Linked DNA regions of Zea mays: region 2 is linked to region 1. The links are chromatin contacts, called in public Hi-C maps. All regions are on one chromosome and are shown on one strand. Each heading gives the region's core, a stretch centred on a gene start, on an enhancer-like site or on the middle of the called end of the contact. The rest is flanking DNA. Distances are from core to core; before and after follow the strand shown.

The links. Hi-C and Micro-C count contacts between places; a contact is called where the count stands out from the background.
Region 2: a Hi-C map of tassel shows a contact between it and region 1, with 5 times the contacts expected there. The contact joins the promoter of LOC103627026 here to the promoter of LOC100275389 in region 1. A contact is called at or near these places in 2 of 25 Hi-C or Micro-C datasets (ear and tassel).

Annotation. Positions count from the first base shown.
Region 1 is chr5:149,984,569-149,987,268 of Zm-B73-REFERENCE-NAM-5.0, reverse strand. LOC100275389 reads right to left here and starts at 1,409. Exons shown (of 2, transcript NM_001149473.2): 1 at 1,072-1,409; 2 at 796-953. The coding sequence starts at 1,362. The coding sequence ends at 936.
Region 2 is chr5:150,275,741-150,278,440 of Zm-B73-REFERENCE-NAM-5.0, reverse strand. It overlaps LOC103627026 (receptor-like protein 7), which reads left to right and starts at 1,337. Exons shown (of 2, transcript XM_008647376.3): 1 at 1,337-2,700. The coding sequence starts at 1,373.

The DNA of each region.
Region 1 (2,700 bases), core at 160-2,659:
TATACCGCTGAAAAAAGTTTATTTTCGACGGTAACCGAAAGTCGAAAATGAATTTTAATGATGGTATGTTAGCAGGGCTCTTTTGACATATCACGCTCATCATCGGAGGCTCCATGTTCGTATGCGAACATACCCTAGGCGTCGTCCGAAGTAAAAGTCGGCTAGACCCTGCATCAAGCTATCTATGGTCTTGTTCTGGTTAAGCGGCATAATCTAACAAACCAAGTGGTAATTAATGTTGTTTTGAACTGTTCCAACAAAAATCATAAAGGTTTATTCGGTTGCATCTGAATTAGAGGGGATTAGGAGAGATTAAATACTCTTCTATTCAATTTTAATTATAAATAAATTTAATCTCATACCATCTTTTTTTTAATCCACCTCGAACCGAACACCACCTAAAAAAACCAAGTGACCAATATATGGTGACATCATATAACAATCCTTCTGCAAACACACATTATCCACAGTACCTTGGCATCATCTATCATCAATAGCAAGCAAAAAAAGGTAAAACAATGCACAAGGTCATCTTAGCCTTCCTACTTCCTATCCTACTCCATATGACACTCTATATTTCAAACTGCAGTGTAAATAATATTTTGCACGTCTATATATATACACGACCTGCTGGAAATAATATGAAGCCTAAAGCATCTTATTTAATCAGGACTCTCTCCCTTCTTTTTTATTTTTCGCGGTTTAGTTCAAAATAAACTAGCGGACGACAAATATTCGAGAACCCAAAATCAGTGGACACCAGCACTTACAAACCCGCAGGCATTCTAGTTTACATCCCAGTAAAAAGTAATCTTCATTATAACCAAAGTACAAACTAACTTCATCACGAAATTAAGTACGAAACAGTTTTTACATGAGAAGCTGCGGAGGAGTTTTTAGTAGAGACAAGAGCTTGTCCCAACATAAACCGGATGTCAGCAGCAACAGAACACCTACATGAGGAAAACAAGAATAGTCAGGAGACCGGGGGAGCACCCGAATATACCTGCAGGCAGCAAGCTGCAGCACCCTGCTTTCACCGTAATTCTATAGAGAACTCACCATACGAACCTTCCTCCTCCAACTCCGGCGGCTGCGCCTGCGTCGGTCCCGCACCGCGGTCGCGAGGACCTCGGGCCGCAGGACCAGCGGCGACCAGAGGCCGCTCTGGCTGTACTCGAAGCCGAACTCGCTGGTGTCCTCGAACTTGCCGAGGAGCTCGTCGGAGAGGTCCCTCGGCACCACCTGCACCAAGCCACAGCTGCTGCCTTCCGAGGACGACGAGTCCGCCGCTTCCTCGGCAGACGGAGACAGGTCGGGCGGCAGGCTCATGAGGTCCAGCAACGACGGTGATGGCGGCATGCTGGCTCCTGTCCTGATCAGGCAGGCAGGCGGACAGTAAGAATGCATGAGGAACAAACAAGGATGGGTGGATGGAGATGGATAGGTAGATAGGTGAGCTGTTGTACTTTCTTGGTAGCGGGGCAAGATGCCTGTGGTGTGGGGGCACTGCGCGGATGGCCGGATGGGACGGACGGAGGGGCTCCTGCTGCCTGCTGCTGGCTTGCTTGTTGTCTTTGGGTAGATCAGGATGGTGAAAGGACCTGCTTTGTTGGTTTCAGTGTCATTCCGTGTTCAGAACGTGCAAATTCAACTTCACCAAAATATCGCTCCTTTCGGTTTCAGCCTCGTGGCGTATTGTTCATGACATGAGTGACCAGCTACCAGTCTATGGAACTTTCTTCCATCCATGTGACGCATGGGCTGTGAGGAATGAAGATCACATCAGTAGACGTTGGCGTGCATGATGGCGATGCCAGAGCAGCAAACCACGGCGCGCACGCACGAGCACGACAGAATAGAAGATACAAAAGGGCACGCCACGGCCACGGCCACGACGAATGGTTGCAGCACGCTATGGTGCACAGCTGATCACAAGGCATTAGATGCTCTTAAGTCGTCCATGTACTTATGCGGTTGCACGTGTTCTGGATCCCTTGATCTGGTTCTGACTTTTTTATTATATATATATATATCCAACAATATGCTTCAGATTGTTTGTAGTTCTGGTAAAAATTAATTTATAGAGGCGTTTCTGCGACCGCGTCTATAAGCAACGGGTACGTTTGTGTCTTATTAGACTGGTTGCGAGCTGCATTGCAAAGTTCGGATGACATCAATCAGCGCATGTTAAAGCCAGCAAAATCCTAGAGTCAAGAACAATGAAACTGTCTGCAGCGGTTTTCCTAAATTTAAACCCCCCATGTCCTACTTTTGCGTCACGTCATCAACAATTTATCCCTACCTTAATTTTTTTTATCTTCCACGGTGGTTCTCTCTAAATACTCTTATATACCTCACTATAACCATAAAATATTATTCCTATTTTTCATCCATTATAAAATTTTTATCTACTAACAATTACACGTGGATACAAAACACAAAACATGAACAGTGCAAGGGGGTCACCACAAAGCTGCCGAGAGAGAAAAATACCCGGTGTTGGAGGTGCTTTAGGGGCAAGCGGTGCAGCTCCTGGTGACCTAGTGGTCTACTGTAGTCGCCAAACTAGTGAGGGGGAGGGGTAGAGGAAGCCGCTGCAGTCGGTCTGGGCTTCTTCACAACTAATGCTTAGTCATTTACTTTTTGTTTTGGACTTTAGTGATATGACCATTTGCATTAATTAAGATAATAAACTTC
Region 2 (2,700 bases), core at 88-2,587, 290 kb before region 1:
CCAATTACGTACTCGCTCGACGTGAGTCAAAAGACTTAGGGGTTGTTTGGTTTGCGGCCTAAAGCGCCATACCGTGCTTAACTTTCCTGCCTAAGCTTAGTTCTTCAATTCAAGCGCCTAAGGTTAGGCAGATTGTGACGCCTTAGGTAGAAAACCAAACAGACTCTTAACGCATCGCAGATCTTTAGAGCGATGTAAATGAGCAGCATAGCCTTGGGATGCATTTTAATTATTTCTGTTAATTATTTACTATAGAAAATAAAGCAGAAAATAATATAGAATTAATGTAGGTGCAAAAGGCATTAATGCGCTGCGTCTAATCCAGCAAATAACCATCCATTATTGGCGCGCTGTACTAGTATACATTGGCACTGTCTGAGGCATATTTTTCAACTGACCACTCAATTTTTTTGATGCAACGGTGAGCAGGGACGTGGGTAGGCAGGAGACCCCACACACTCCACGCATGAAGCCGCCAGGGCCAAGCGCACTCGAGTGGTCCAGACCTGCAGGGTCGTGGGCCCTCCGCCTTTGACCCATGAGGACGGCGAGACCGCGTCCGTTCCGGGCTTCCAGCAATTTCCTTCTCTTCCCATCAGATACTAGTTTGAGTTTGAGAGTCAGAAAATAGGAAAAAATTAGAAAAATTAAAATCTTTTTCTTGTTTATATTTAAATAAAAGAGTATTTCAGTCACTTTAATACTCTCTGTTTTTTTTCTCCCAAACTAGCTCTGAGTGAGGGTGGCCGGTTTGACGAGGGCGGCAAACCGGGATTTATAATTTTACCAGCATCAACAGTGAAGGCTCTGTTTGGGAACAAAATTTTTGAAAACCATATTTTTTAAAATACTACAGTATATTTTAGTCATGACAATACCGCAGTACCACAATTTTGAAAACTGAGGTTCAGAACTAAGTTTAGAATACCTTAAAACAACTATAGTATTTGCAATACTTCAATTTTGAAAACAGAGATTTTAGTCAGCTTGCCAAACACCATTCTGTATATAATACTGCAGTATTTGAGAATACTGCAGTATTCTTTCAAAATTGTGAAAAAACTTCATTCCCAAACACCCATGAAGTCTTTGAGGGCGATGCAGCAACGCAGACATTGGTATCTTTCGGCGGCTTGACATTGAAAACTTCAAAGTCATTAAGGTGGACTACTGGACTGGGTGGCATCGTGAATGGGATGTCTCCATCTCTAGTCCCAAACAGCCCTTAATTATTTCGGCGGCTTGACATTGAAAACTTCAAAGTCATTACGGTGGACTGGGTGGCATCGTCAATGGGATGTGTCCATCTCTAGTACTACTATATAGAACTATCTTCTTTTGCTTTCCTTCTGGAGTGCAAAGACAATGATGCATGGCTCGTGCTAGTTATCTCCTTCCCCTCTTCCTGATACTGATACACCACCTCCGCTCATCACTAGCTTCATCCACTTGGTATGGTAACCTCACAGCTCCTTGGTGCCATCCAGACCATGCTGCAGCACTCCTCCAGCTCAAGCGATCCTTTCTCTTCGACTACTCCACCACCACCCTTGCTTCATGGGAAGCAGGCACGGACTGCTGCCTCTGGGAGGGTGTTGGATGCGACAGTGTCTCCGGCCATGTCACTGTTCTTGACCTCGGTGGCCGTGGCTTGTACAGCTACAGTCTTGACGGCGCGCTCTTCAACCTCACCTCACTCCAGCGACTCGACCTGAGCAAGAATGACTTCGGTGGATCCCCTATTCCGGCGGCTGGCTTTGAGAGGCTTTCGGTACTCACACACCTCAACCTTTCTTACGCAGGTTTCTATGGACACATTCCGGTTGTAATAGGCAAACTCCCGAGTCTCATATCGCTGGATATTTCTTCAATCCATAACATTGATGGTGCTGAAATAGACACATTGTATAATCTTTTTGACAGCTATAACCTTTTGGTCCTACAAGAACCAAGTTTCGAGACACTATTGTCAAACCTCACAAATCTGAGAGAGCTCTACCTTGATGGCGTGGACATAAGTAGTAGTGGCAGAGAAGATTGGGGCAGAACTCTTGGAAAATACGTTCCTCATCTTCAGGTTCTTAGCATGGAGGAATGCAGGCTTGTTGGTCCTATCCATCGACATTTTCTACGTCTCCGCTCTATCGAAGTGATTAATCTAAAAATGAATGGAATTTCCGGCGTGGTTCCAGAATTCTTTGCAGATTTTCTCAATTTAAGAGTTCTTCAACTCAGCTTTAATAACTTGAGAGGCACCTTTCCACCGAAAATCTTTCAACTGAAGAATCTGGCAGTATTGGATGTGTCAAATAACGATCAACTCTCGGGGCTTATTCCAAAATTTCTCCATGGGAGCTCGCTGGAAACTTTGAATCTACAGGATACACATTTCTCTGGTGTCACTCTGAGCTACTTGGGCAATCTCACATCTTTGACAGACCTGGGAATAGATGGAAGATCAATTTCTATGGAACCTCCCTATTTTTTCGTAGACAAGATGGACCATGTTAGTACCTTGCGACTCTCTTCGGTAAATTTTTCAAGGGAGGCTAGGTCAAATTTCTCATGGATTGGTGATCTCCAGAGCTTGAAAACATTGAAAATTTCTGATTGCTACTCTACCAAGACAATGCCCTCCTGGATTGGAAACCTAACCAGTTTGAGAAGCTTGGATATCAGGTATTGTGGTTCCATAGGGCC